Linked DNA regions of Cricetulus griseus: region 2 is linked to region 1. Evidence: chromatin contacts called from public Hi-C data. All regions are on one chromosome and are shown on one strand. The core of a region is the stretch at or near the end of the contact, and the rest is flanking DNA. Distances in the headings are between cores, read along the strand shown. Region 1 holds the start of Mars2 (methionine--tRNA ligase, mitochondrial). Region 2 holds the start of Plcl1 (inactive phospholipase C-like protein 1).

The links. A called contact is a pair of places that touch in the nucleus more often than the background predicts.
Region 2: a contact with region 1 is called in a Hi-C map of fibroblasts, with 4 times the contacts expected there. The contact joins the promoter of Plcl1 here to the promoter of Mars2 in region 1. A contact is called at or near these places in 3 of 8 Hi-C or Micro-C datasets (the CHK-Q cell line, fibroblasts and liver).

What each region holds. Positions count from the first base shown.
Region 1 is chr2:409,649,171-409,656,511 of CriGri-PICRH-1.0, reverse strand. Mars2 (methionine--tRNA ligase, mitochondrial) reads right to left here and starts at 4,001. Exons shown (of 1, transcript XM_027396910.1): 1 at 1,194-4,001. The coding sequence starts at 3,942. The coding sequence ends at 2,182.
Region 2 is chr2:409,802,183-409,809,613 of CriGri-PICRH-1.0, reverse strand. It overlaps Plcl1 (inactive phospholipase C-like protein 1), which reads right to left and starts at 3,167. Exons shown (of 6, transcript XM_027396911.2): 1 at 2,454-3,167. The coding sequence starts at 2,696.

The DNA.
Region 1 (7,341 bases), core at 2,752-5,251:
TGTAATACTGCCTCCAAGAGTACACCAAAATGACTATTTGAGAATCACAAGAGTATTTTGAGGTTTAAAGAAAATAAAAAATGTAAAGTAGAAGGTTCTGTAAGATACCATATACAGGATGACATTTCTGGAATGAGGATCACACTAATCTCCACCTTTATTCACTTCTTCCAGAAGTAGTTAAGAAGCCCCCAGCCTCTCACCTTGGAAGTACAAACCCTCCCATTTAATGTAAATCTCCACTTGGCAATTCTAAACTACTGTCAAGCCAAACACAAATGTGTACAACAAAAGCTATTTGTTTTACCTACTGTGCCTATTACAGAATTTGGTTTGACTTTCCTGATCACCACAGAAGTAGGATCTAGTTTACCACACTCTTCCACTTAAAATACCCTGGGGGCTATAATTACACCATCTTTTTTCTGGTCTCCTGTCTCCTAGTATCTAACAGCTAGTTAAATGCCTTCACAAGTAACAGTCTGCAAAAACTCCACTAACAGCAAGCCAAGCTCCACTGGGATATGAGGAAGACGCCTATGGAAGATACAATGAGTTTATGCAGGAACTACAACACTGCAGTAAGGGCTCACCAAAGAAGAGGTTAGAATTTCACTAAATGTCTTCCTTTTAGGGAAACACAAGCTAACTTGCATCACTTTCCAGCCCCAAGAGACTGTGCCCTGTGCCCCAGAAGTCTACTCTACTGATGCTAGCAGGTAACTAGAGTATGCCCTGTGGAGACTTGGAATGATCTAAAGCATAAAATGATACAAGGAGTCCAATGGAACACGTGTGGAAGTGGTCTTTCCACCTTTATGCTTTATGCCTTCAAGCATTCTTTTCCAAACAGTGCTTCCTAGCAACCTACAACCTGTCACTTTGCTAATTAATAGAAACTAGAACTAAATGGTGACACATAAGATAAGTCTGGGAGAAAGTGCCTGCACAATTGTTTACTTCTTGGTGAGCCCTTTCTGCCTGATACTGTACTTAGAATGGATGTTCCAAAGCAAGCTTGCATTTTCAACTGTGGCCTAGCTGTCTGCCCCATTCCCTATGAGATGTGACAGTGACTTATCCCTTCTAGTCACTGGAGTCGTCTTCTCCATTCTTTTATGGGGCCTTGAAGAGAGCTCTGCTCATTTTCTCCCTTCAATATTACCTTCAGTAAATGTAACCAAACATCTGAATAATCTGTTTACAATCAAACTTTAATAACAAAAGAAAAAGACAGGCATGGTGGTACACTTGCTTAAACTATATAGTGAAACTTTGTCTCAAAAAGAGAAGTAATGAACAAAAATTAACATAAATATACTAATAATTATTACATAATTTCTACATTGTATTATATATCCTGATTGACCAAAAATAACCATATGAGGTAAATTATGGATAAGTCAGGAAATAAATATAAAGAGAATACTGCCCTTTTGGGGGCTTTATAGATGAATTATACATACAATCATTACTGAAATTTAATATTTGTAATACATAGTGTACCTAAAGAGCTCTACAGTTTTATCATGGAAATAACCTGTTATCTTTACTTATTACTTACTGTACATGTCATTTTTAGTAGTTTTAAAATGAAAATTCCAGTATCTTTGTGTTGTTAAAATAGCAGTGGTTCCAAAGTTATCCTTTAAGAATAACAGTAAAATTCTAAAGATCTGTGAAATGATTCTCAGTCTTCTGAAACCACTCATAAGTAGTTGAATGTGTGAGAGCAGAGCCATCTACTGGATGAAGTGTAGTATTACAAAGCACAACTCAGCAATTTAAAAAATGAGAATGAACATGGGCAAAAGTCATGTAGTCTGAAGAGTAGGGCTGACCTGTGAAAACCAGCCAGGGACTGCAGTCTACCTTCAGCTGCAGGAGGGGCTGTGTCAATTAGCCTGAGTATTAGAAGCCATGAGAGGTAGTCTGGACCATGGTTTGGGAGAAGGTACAATGAGAAGGAACTTGGTCCCCTTCCTTAGGCATCCTCCTCAGACACTTGTCAACAGTGGTTAGTGACACAGAGTGGGTTAGGTACCTGGTACCTGAATGGCTCTTAAGGATGTGCGCAGGTTATGTACTCACCTAGTACAACACTTTCTAAACACTTTAACGTTCCTGAAAATGCAAAAAGAATACATTTGCCCTTTTACCATCAGCCAGTAAGAACTGTTTCTAGGTCCTGTGAGCTTTCACTAGCCAAGTCCTGGATTGGTCCAGTCTTGGAAACAAAAGCCCAGTGTCAGGTCCCAACTTTCTCCCTTCAAAGGGGCATGAGTGTCCATAGAATCGAGGTAGGAAGTGGAGCTCTCTAAGGCCTCTCTCTTCGGCAGAGACGCCCAGTCTTGACAGTAACTTATCGGCTAAGCTTGGAGTAACAGGCTGAAGCAAGGTTCCAAAAACTCGCAAACATTCAAAGGCCACATGAAGCACAGTACCCAGCCAGAGGGCGTCCTCAGGGCTTTCCCAGGTCAATTTCCATGGTGCATGCCTCTGGATGAAACCATTAGTTTGCCGAACACAGCTGGACACTGCCTCCAGAGCCTTATAAATCTGAAAGTCATCATAATAGTCGGCTACCTGCCTGGGCAAAGTGGCCATCGCACTTACAAGTGCATAGTCTTCGGCCTGCACACGAACCGATGGTCCCGTTAACCCTGGCTCACTGGGGAAACAGGCAGTGCAGAAAGATGGGTAGGTCCCAGAAGGATTTATCCTGTAGGCAGTGCACCGGTTTAAAAGACCTCCTAAGGCATCTGCCAGCTCAGAGTCCAGCAATTTAACCACCTTTTCATCATAGTAGTCGCAGTCCCAGTTGGGAACTCCCTGCCGAAGGAGAAAGTAGCGGAAGCCATCTACAGTATAGCGATCAAGGCAAGTCCTGGGATCCACCACATTGCCCAAGCTCTTGGACATCTTTTGGCCACTAACCGTCCAGTGTGAGTGGACATAGATACGATGTGGTGGCCTCAGTCCGGCCCCTAAGAGAAGGGCAGGCCAATAAATGGCATGAAATTTGAGAATGTCCTTACCTATGATATGAGATGTGGCTGGCCACCAAGACTTGAAATCTGCATCTGGGTAGCCAACTACGGTGAGGTAGTTGACCAGAGCATCCAGCCACACGTAGATAGTCTGCGAATCATCCCCGGGAACCGGAATGCCCCAGTGCAAGTGGCTACTCCTTCGAGAAACGGACAGATCTGGCAGCTCCTCCTCCAGCCATTGAAGAACTGTCTGGTGGAACGGCTCCGGAGTGATCGCCTGAGGATTGTTTCGAAGCCACCGCTGGAGTGGTTCTCGAAACTGGGAAAGCCTGAAAATGTAATTTTCTTCCTTGGTCCAGGAGACAGGATGTCCGCTCTCGAGAGACACAGGACACGGATCCCCTGTCGGACCCACCTGCCGAGTGACCTTTGCCTCAGGCAGGAAGCACTCGTCGGAGGCGCAATACCACCCTTCATAAAGCCCCTTGTACAGCATACCCCGTGCCTCCAGCACCTCCCAGAAGTGCTGCACGGCCAGCCGGTGCCGGGCCTCCGTGGTGCGGATAAAGTCGGTGGAGGAGATGCCAGCCTCCCGGAAAAGCTGCTGGAACTGGGCAGACACTCGGTCGCACAGCTCGATTGGGGACAGACCCGCGGTGGCTGCCGCCTGCTGGATCTTCAGGCCGTGCTCGTCCGTGCCGGTGGCGAACCGCGTGGACGCAGAACCGGGAACGCAGAGACGACGGTGGCGGCACAGAGCGTCGGCCAGCAGCGCCGAGTACAGGTGCCCGATGTGCGGCGCGGCGTTCACGTAGAAAATGGGCGTGGTGAAGTAGGCCCGCGCTTCTCCAGTGTCGCCACCGGCGCTTGGCGAACATGAACCGTAGCGGCGACAGCCGGGGGCCGCCCGGGTGCGCGACAGCACCCGTAGAGCACACTGCCGCAGCATGGTGCCAGCCGGCTCCAGCCCTAGTGACCGCGTCCCGAGCACGTGAGAGGGCGCGTGCGCAGCTGGATGGCACCGCAGCTTCCGGCGCGGAAGCCAATGAACGCCGAGCGCTGGCTTCTACTGCCCCGCCCATAGCGCCTCCCTCTTCAGGCTTCCTGAACGGCGCGCAAGAGCCGCTGGTCGGCGGGAGATTTTGAGTGGTAGGATGTTGGGTTTCCTGTCACGGCCGATGACAAAAGAAGCGTGTCCTGAATGTTATGCTTTGAGCGACAGTTTAACACGTTGCTATCTGTTTCCGGTTCTGGACTGAATTTGTTGGTAAGATTCTATATTTTGAGGCGTTTTAGCATAATGCAGGACACAAATCCAGCCTCCCCATATACTCTAGTCAACATCTGAAAAACCCACTTAAATTTTATCTCAGGATCTAAGTAAATATGAAAAGAAGGAAATTTCCTAGAGCACTTTAGGGACGCATAAGCACTGGAAAAAAGGTTTGTGTAGGTAACCAACTTAGGGCATGCTTCATGAACTGAAACCCATACCTGACACTAGTCAGATGGCCAAGAACATGAGACTAAACAGGCCATGGATCTAAGGGAAAACCAAATACTATTGTTCTGCTGGAAAAAACAATAATAAAATGACTCCTAACAACATTCTGCTATACACATAAATCAGTGTCTCACTCAGCCATCATCAGAGAAGCTTCCTCCTGCAGTAGATGGGAACTAATACAGAGACTCAAAACTGTAAAATGTGCGTGAGACGGTGGAACACTTGGTCCAAAATAGGATGTCTTCATCAAACCCCTGCCATCTGGGCTCAGGGAACTATGAAGAGAAAGCAGAAAGATTGTAAAAGCCAATGAGGATGGGCAACACCAAGAAAACAGTACCTTCCAGACATGATAGGACGGAGTGATGCACAGAGACTGTGGCAGCATGCACTGGTAGGGTCCCAGTGCTGAGAGGAGACAGGGACCCAAGCTCACATCCTTAACCCAAAAGCCATCTCCATTTGAGTTTTACTTGGTACAAGAATCACACTTAATGAAGAGCCCATGCTCAGCAAAAGATGACCAACACAAAACAAGTTTAATAGTTCTCTTGGAGATGTTGTTTCATAATGATTTGTTTGTGCTTCCCCCCCCAGGCAGGGTTTCTCTGTAGCTTTGGGGGTTTCTCTATAGCTTTGGGGGCTGTCCTGGAACTCATTCTATTGACCAGGCTGGCCTGGAACTCACAGAGATGAGCCTGCCTCTACATCCCGAGTGATGGGATTAAAGGCATGAACCATCACTGCCCGGCTGTTTGTGCCTTTTTTATCTGACTTGTCTTTTGCTTCTCTATTATAGTTTCTGATTTTGTGTTTTTATTGAAAGGGGTTTATATGTGTTTCTACTGCTTTGTTTGTTTTCTTTTTCTGTTTGTTTTATCATGGTTGATTTGTTTGTTTATTGGCATGTTTGTTTTTTAAAGAGAAAGAAGGGAGTTGGATGGGTGGGAGGAGGGGAGGATCTGGGAGGATAAGAGGGAAGGAAAACTATGATCAGAATTATAGTATGAAAAGTTTATTTCCGGTTTTAAAAAGAAGGAAAAATTGAAAAGTGGGGGTCTGTACAAGACAAATCCGACTGACAAATCGGATTCTCCATCAATTCTTTCTATCTTTCCCATCGGCATGAATGCAGTGGTTCAGCATGCAAGCATGCTATCTGTCCTGGTTGGTTTCCTATTACTGCAATAAACATCATGACAAAAACAACTCAGGGAGGAAAGGATTTGTTACAACTTACTCTTTATAGTTTGTCATGAAGGGAACGCGAGACAGGAACCGAAGCAGAAACCAGGAGGAACATGGCTTACTGGCTTGACATTACAGCTTGCCGGTTTGCTTTCTTATACAACTCAGGATTACCTTGCTAGTGTGACATTTTCCACAGTGACCTGGCCCCTCCTACAACAATCACTAATTAAGAAAATGTCCCACAGACTTGCCTACAGACAATCTCATGGAGTATTTTCTGAATTGTCATTACCTCTTCCTAGATGACTCTAGCTTATATCAAGTTGACAAAAAAAAAAAAAAAAAAAACAAACCTAAGCAGCACTCTTTTTCTCTCATCTTATAAATAAAATGTTTGGACTCCTCTGGCTCTGCTTCTTTCCTTCCCTGTGTGACAGAAACCCCCTGGAGTAAATGGCTGTTCATATACACAAGTGGCTCAAGTTTAGAGCTATTAAGAACAGTATTGTTATTCACATTCTCAGATGTCTCTTTTGGTACCTGTGAGTATTCAGGCATCTGTACTGGCCTGTCTTTGGAGTTCTGACAGAATATGCACTCAGCTACAGCCACTAAGAGCACCACCTGTGCATACTCACCTCATTCCCTTCTCAAAGGTCCCTGCCCACCTCCCATCCCCATCCTCTCTCTCTCTCTCTCTCTCTCTCTCTCTCTCTCTCTCTCTCTCTCTCTCTCTCGCTCTCTCTCTCCCTCCTTTCCAATCTGCCTCTCTCTCCAGGGGCCGGTCTCCCCCCTCCCATTTCCCTTTTTTATGATCCCTTTCCCTAATAAAAAAAAAGAATCCCTCTGCTTGAACCCTGTCAAATGGTGTCTTTCCCTCCCACGTGCTGCTTTTCTTTTTTTTGTTGTTGTTTTGTTTTGTTTTGTTTTTGTTTTTTGGTTTTTTTTTTTTTTGTTTTTCGAGACAGGGTTTCTCTGTGGCTTTGGAGGCTGTCCTGGAACTAGCTCTTGTAGATCAGGCTGGCCTCAAACTCACAGAGATCCACCTGCCTCTGCCTCCTGAGTGCTTGGATTAAAGGCGTGTGCCACCACTGCCCAGCCAAATTTACACTTTTATGAGTAACATTTCCTTTGAAAAAATTCAGTACTTGGTAGTATCTGTTTTCATTTTGGCCAGTCAAATGAGTCCAAAGTTAAATAAATCAGTAATGTTCACAATATCCAGAAAGTGAAACCACTCAAATATTCATCATCCGATGAATAATTAAATACTGTATATCCATATAGTGCTTTTTGTAGGATGACCATTTCACAAGATTAACTCATCCAACCCAGTTCCTTTCCATCTTGACTTCCTCATTTTATTTCATCTGTGCTTTCATTGTAGTGGTCTTTTATATCCTTTATTAGATTTAATTCAAGGTAAAAATTTTGAGGCTATTGTGAGTCTAAGTGTTTGCCTGATTGCTTTCTCAATGTTTGTCATTGACATAGAGGAAGGCTACTGATTTTTGTGTGTAGATTTTTGTACCCTGCCACTTTGCTCAAAGTGTTTATCAGTTCTAAGGGTTTTCTGTTGGAGTCCTTAGGGTCTCTTATGGGTTGAGTCATATCATCTGTAAGTAGAGATATTTTGGCTTCTTCCTTTCA
Region 2 (7,431 bases), core at 1,918-4,417, 150 kb before region 1:
TGTGAACATAGACAGTGATCATGGACTGAAATCTCTGAAACCATGAGCCAAAGTGAATCTTTCCTCCTTTGGTATTTCTAATTATCATAATGACAAAAACTAACACACATTTTGTATGCCTTTTTAGAAATTCTCACCATTGCTACATTAAAGTAGCCAAGACATGTGATCAAAGATTCAAGATCTAAATAAAAATATTCTTGACCTCTGAAAGATTGGAATAGAACCTACCTGCCTCTTGCTCCTAAGAAGAAAAGGAAGACCACTGGGGACAAATCCCAACAACTGCCACCTACCAGTTACCAGACCTGAACTTTAACCTTAGTCAATCCTCTAGGCATCAAAAATGTTAGATACAAATTTGAAGGTATGAAGCCAATATAATTCTAGCCAAAATTCATTGTACATATTTAGGGCCTCAACAGTTAACATAGCTATAGATACATATGCCTACAAGTGACTGGACTATTTTGGAAGGATGCATAAGAAAATATTAATAGCTATAGGGTTGGCTATGTAAGTGGAAGTGTAGAATAGCAAAAAGTCCTACCTTTCACACTCCTTTGAAATGTTTAATTGTTTTAAGTCTATGTTTATTTTTTCAAATAAATCTAATTTAAAATAGTTCCTCTAATTTTGCAATATCTTTAATTTTAAAGACCATTTATTGAGTGTGTAATTCACCATTAAATGGAGAAAATGTAATACTCTGCTATCTTCCTTTTTGTCACCAAAACAAACTTCAAAGCAAAAGAGGCACTATTACTCAGTGATAACCCTTATGAGAACATAAACTGCATGCCATTCATATAGTCTGGGGTCGGGCCTTGTTTATTTTGAGACCAGGTATGGCTGTGTACAGGAGGCTACATTTGAAAAGGAAGATCCTCCTGTGTCAACCTCCGGAGTGCCAAGTCCCAAGCTTGCATGACTACATCCCTAGGATTTCAAAACTGCAGAAGCACACCTGGCAGCACAGAGCAATTTCAGAGTGATAAACTTGCTGCAAGAATTTGCATAGTCCTTATACTTCGTGACATGTATTTTTCACATCATTATAAAGAACCACTGCTTTTATCGTCATGTATTTTAAACTACAGTGCCTACCTTATTACACACGGGTCCTCATGTAGGATCAATTGCTTATAATCCAAATGTACCTGTTTCCTAATTATGATACTATTGTTTCGAGACAACATGATTTCTGTATTATTAAGAGGGCTGTTTCCCTTTTGTCCAAATTTACATCCAGAGTATAATTCTCTTTGCACATTATGAAAAGGCCACAAAATAAACTACTACAGGTTACTTGAAATTACCATTCACTTTTAACACAGAAATCTCCCTGTAGCTTTGGAATTTCCATGGGTCCATGTTTGGGGGCGGGGAAGCATAGGGCTTGGAGTTAGGTGGATGTGAGCACAAACTGCGGTGCTGGTAGCTTGGGAAAGAAGACACTCATTGCACAGTGGCTGCTTGCTTTAACTCTAAGCAAGCTTTCTGAGTCTATGAGCCTACCCAGCAAGTCAGTGTCCTCTCACTGTCCTTGCTTCCAAGCCCTTCGTTCACTGTCGTCTGTGGTGTGTTGTGTGTATCCGCATATGGATATGTATTCTCACTGACTGGTCTACTTTAATCTCACATGTACGCAGTAATCACATGGATCTACACTAAGAGGCCCTCTTCCAGAGCCAGTGCCGGGGTCTTACCTGAAAAAATTTACTTCAAAGTCATGCGCCCAAAAGATGAACTTTCAAACAAGGGAAACAAGTCCAAAGTGGAAGGTGGAAATAAATCGGGGCGAAGAAAGGTTTTCAGTTCCTTGGCAGATGGATAAAGGCAAATCTTCTAGGGGTGCTAGGGGAGTCTGGGAACATTTTCCCGGATGTGTGTTTTCTGCAGCGCGAAAACTCTGAGCTCTTCCTTCAACCTTTCTGTGCTGCAGAGTCCGCTGCAAACTCTGCCTGCCTACCTGCAAAGTTCAAACCTTTCAGGATTTCAGCACCATTTGTGTCTGGGGGAGATTTCCCACACACACTTGAAAGTAAGCTGTGCTTTGCCTTTGCTGTTCAGGAAAAGCCAGCCCTCGGCCGGAGAATGCACAGCCACCCCGCAGGTCTCTGCATTTATCCCAAGTCCTCTCCCTTCCTCCTCCCATCCACCGGTTTGTGAAGCTCGCTGAAAAAAATGAGGGAAAGCATCCATAAAACCGCAGAAGCGCAGAGCGCAGAGGGGAACTTTTCCCCGGGCTGTCAGAGGGGAAGTCACTTCTGCTTCTCAAGGCCAAGAGCTGAGTCTGGGAACCTCCGGACTAGGCAGGAAGGTTTGGCAGTGAAAGAGGTGGGAGAAAACAATGCCCAGCCTGCTATGCCTGGGGCAATGAACATCCTGCCGGGGTCCCCTATCTCCCCAACACCCACACCCATGCTCTGGGCTGCTGCGGCTCCGCTTACCTTGATGATGCTGCTGCGTCTGGGGGTCGCTCGTGCAGCCTCCAGGAGGCCGGCCTCGCTGTCCCCGGGGGCTCCCGCAGCGCCTGGCAATGCGACCCCGCTGCGACGGTCCCTCATCCGGCCACCCGAGACCGCGGGTGCAGCGTCCCCGGAGGCAGCGTCGGCGGCGACTCGGGGGTCGTCTTCGCCTCCGGCAGCGTCGAGAGGCGCCGGACCCTCCCTGCCAGCCGCGCCCTCAGCCATGGCCAAGCACGTTTCGGGGACTCCCGGCGAGACAGCACGACCGACACCGGGTGTCCAGCCCCTGGCACGGGTGCGCTCGGGCACCGGGAGGAAGCCCCGCTGGACTTTGTCTCAGCGCCGGACGGCGGCTGCAGCAGCAGCCGCAACTTTGTAGAGAGGAGACATCGCGGAGGCAGAGGCGTCCTCGGGCTGTGGTCCAGGAGGTCAGCCGGCCGGCGGCGGGGGCGGGGAGAAGATGCGAGCGGGAGGGAGAAGCAGGAGAAAAGCAGCGGGAGGTACCGGAGGAGACGTGATGCAAACGCCCGCTCGGCGCAGACAAAAGGCGGCGGGCGCCCGGCCAGGAGCCTCCGGAGCTGGGACGCGCGCCGCCGCCGGAGCGGTGACTGCAGACGGGTCACCCGCCACCTGCCCGCCGACGCGCGCGGGCGGCCCCAGGAAGTGCGGCGGCGGCGGCGGCCTCCACTCCGCTCGCCTGTGACACGGAGGGAAGACTTGTTTTGACAGCCCGTAGGGATTGGCAGGCGCCTGGACCTCTCAGGAGCCGAGGCTCGCCGGGGGGGTTCGGCTCGACCAATCCTCACTGCGGAGGGGTGTGCCCCGAGCGCGAAGAATGGAATGTGTTCTGGAGCTCCTTGCCCGCCCGGCCCCGCTCGCCCGCTCGGTACTAGGCGAGGGTGCGCGCGCCAGTGAGCGCACCCTCAGGCACTCAAAGTACATTTTAGGAAGTTTAAAAATGCTAAAGCAGCCTGAAGGTGCACCGAAAATGAGGCTTGGGGCATGGGGGCAGGGAGAAGCCGGAGGAAACACTGCAAAACAGAAAATCTGGAAGAAAGAGGGTGTTAAGTGAGAATGTCAGAGTGTTTGGTGTGGTGGTGACACTTGGCACGGCCAGGAATTAAATACAGGCTCTCCTGCCAATCCTTAGAAGTCAAGTTCATGCGGAGATAAACTAGGGTTTACTAGAACCCTGGAGTTCCACAATTTGCTTCAGGTTCTGTGAGCGGATTCTACCTTCACTCTGCAATCTGACTAAATATGACAAGGAGTGGGAAGAAAGGGGTAAGAGGAAGCAGAACAGCTAAAACCCTGGGGACGTCACCTAAGGAAACACCAGTAGGATGGAAGCCACAAAACTACAAGGTCACTGGCATGCTTAGTCTCTACCCTAAAACGTTCCTATATCACAAGGGTTTAGCCTGATTTCTGCGTCTAATTCTAAATAAATCCGTTTTGCACCTTCCACCAAGATAGTGACCAACAGGAGAGATCTTTGTGTGGAGCAGGAATTCAATGGAATTAACCACACCACGAGCAAATGTGGACAATGGCTCTAAGGTCCCTAGAGAAGACAGCATTTTTATTTAAAAAAAAAAAAAATGGGAGCACTGAGGTCTGTATTAAACCTCACTTGGAGCATTAAATGTATTTCAATTACTAACTATTTCGTAATTCAAGGTTTTGTTTTTCCTGACTCTGCCAAGAGTACCAAGGAATTCTTCAGCCCTGCAGACCTGGAAATTTACTAGAACCCTAGCATTTTAAGGATGCACTGGGTTCGTGGGAGACATCTAGGACAGCTTTTTATTTAACAGAAGAAATGAGCTTTGTCTAAGACTGGTTAGTGCAGACACTGACATTAGTTCTGCTACCCAGCTCCTGGAAACATCTCTTCACTTTTTTATCTAGATCGCCTTAGGCTACAAACAGTCAGAACTGGATAGGGCTCTTGGGAAGATTCATATTTGACATTTACCATCTTCTGGGGGAGACTGGAAAGACCTGAATGTTCCTTTTCTTCAATGTGCTAGTGATGAACAGCAGCTCTGGTTTTAGAAGCAACACCGCCCTCTAGTGAGATGATGAGAACTACATCCAAAATAGCAAGTGCTAGTTCACAACTGTGATATATAGAAAATATTTTTATTTTGTCCTCAGAAATATAACCGATTTTAGGCTATTATTTTTCTGGTACTCAGTCATGTCTAACTTCTGTCTTTTACAGATTTCCACGTTTCAGTTTTCTCTGTTTCTTTAATCAAATTTCCATTTGTGAATTGTCCTTTGAAGATGGTGAAGCTGCAGTTATCTTACTGGTCACCTTCTGATACATTATTTACCAGCATTTCCTGGCCCACAGGTTTGTGTGTCTTTATACTCATTGTAAGGTATTAAAATTAGTATCATCTAACAGTAAAGGTCAGGACTTTCAAATAAAGAAAGGCCAGAAAGTAAAGCATATGGTTTGCAAAATGTTTTGTCTCAATTCCAAATGTCCGAGCTGGACTCTCGTATCTCCTCTTCACTAGCAGTCTTCCCTCATGCCTTCTGTGAACACAAGTGCACCGGAATTGATAAAGACTGAACCTCTCTTCATGAAGATTGTCTTACTCACTTGGCCTTAAGAAAATTAAAATATATGTAGAGAGGGTTTTTGTTTGTTTGTTGTTCTGTTGTCTTCTACAATTTTACATTTTAAAAAACCTGCTGCATGCCTGCCTACCTCACATAGAGTAGAAATCTGAGAAAGAAGAGATCAAGGTCAAAATTTCCCTCAAGGGCATTCTCCCAATGCAGTAAAAACTCCTAATAGGTCCCAACTCTTAAGTGTCTATCACCTCCCAAGAGAGCAAAGATGCAGGCTGAACCTTTAATACATGGGGTTTGGGAGACATTCAAGATCCAAACCATAGGTTAAATGAAGCAAGATGCAGGCTGAACCTTTAATACATGGGGTTTGGGAGACATTCAAGATCCAAACCATAGGTTAAATGAAGCTGATGTCACTACCAGAGGTCCTCGTGACTCATATGAATGGTGCTGGGTATGTAGGATTGGTTTTTCAGTCTCCAGGACTGCCATGACTAAACGGAACTTGCATATTATAAGAAATACAAGCAGTAGGAAGGTCACAGGCTTTGAAATCACCATCTAGGGCACAATGATTCCCTTGCTTTTGATCTGGTTGTAGTTTTCAGCAAATGACTTGAAACTTAATTTTTAATTATGTTTTATTCATTTAACTTGGACATGTGCATGTGGGGGGGGGCGTTATATGGTAACTTGCAGGAGTCGGTTCTCTCCACGTGGGTCCTAGGAATTAAAATAAAGTTGTTAGGGGTGGTGGTAGGTACTTTCTTCCACTGCAGGCCTCTACTTGAAACTTAAGTGTAGTTTCCTTAGCTGTAAAGTGGAGTTCACATTTGTTTGTTTTTTGCTTTTTTGTTTTTCAAGACAGGGTTTCTCTGTGTAACAACCATGGCTGCCTTGGAACTCACTCTGTAGACCAGGCTGGCCTCAGTTTCAGAGATCTGCCCGCCTCTGCCACCACCTGGAGAATTCAGAATTCATTATAGAGGATCATCTGACACATGGAAGGGGGTTATCAAAATGAGTCTTCCCGCTGTACCTTCTCGGAAATATAGGAAGTCTTTGTTTCCTCACTAGCTATTTCTTAGGTCCTGAGTTCTGAAGTGACTTCCCTAGATGAGCGGCATCAAGCTGACCTATCTGATCTTCAGCTTTTGCTATGGAATAATCTTTTTGTACATTGTGAATATGTCACTTTGATTGGTTTAATAAAAAGCTGAATGGCCAATAGCTATGAAGGTTTTTTAGGGCAGAGAGAACTCTGGGGAAAGGGGGGGAGTCCCAAGGAGATGAGTCTCCCAGCTGCTACCTGAGGGCTTGGGCCACCATAAGCTAAGTTGTGTGGTGGTTTAAGATTTTGCTCATGCAGACAGAAAAGGCTACAGATATGCAGTAAAGCATGTTCAGCCATTAAAAATAATAATAAAACCTCTTAACAGGTTACAGTGTGTTTAACAATGTAAGTAGGCTTAAGAAAAAAAAAGAATAAGGATATAGTCAGAAAAATAGTTTAAAATAATAAAAAAGCCTTTAAAGAGAGAAGTAAGGCAATAAAAAAAAGAATAAGCCACATTAAGATAGAAAATACTCAAGGAATCTGGATCCTATATGTCATTAGGTTGTCTTTAAACTATTTTGTTTTTTAAATTGCTGATAAGAAAATGACAGCTGCTGGGAGACATGGGATTGTGAAAGGTATTGCAAAATTAGACCAGCCTAGAAACTTTAAGAAGGCCTTAACTTTAAAATGGAATTCAAAAAGTGTATTACTTTGGGGAAGAGGTTATGCCTTTGTTTCCACAGAAAATGAAAGGCTGTGAATTCATAATTTAGATAGAGATCAGATTTAATCAGAGAAGACCCTCTGAAAAATCTGGCTACAGACATAAAGAGATAAACATTAAAAAATTACAAGATAAGTGACATATATTTTACCTGCTCAAACATAAAGCAAAAAATCCTCTCTGGCTAGCTCCATACTCTGTTAATGTAGATATGCATGTTACCTTTGAAAGTTTGTGTGTTTTCAGAGCAAGGGGATCAGAACCCAATGAAAACTGGGTGTCCCAGGTGATCCAAAATCTCAGAGAATTAATTAGAAACAAGCCTAAGCTATCAGCCAAGCTTTCATAATTAGATCTCCATGTGGTTATTTGGGAGCTAGCTGGTCAGACAGAGAAAAACTTGATACAACTTTCAGCTATATATTTTCAAGTTGATTAGACCTGGCTATGTGTCTGTCTAGTTGTCATTCAGTTGCCTCAGATTTCTAGTTACTCTAACTTACACATGCTCTCAGTTTGTTTTCCCATGCTTACTCTGATCTTTTATTTCTACTCTCTAGTGAATTCTAGGATCCTTGAGGATT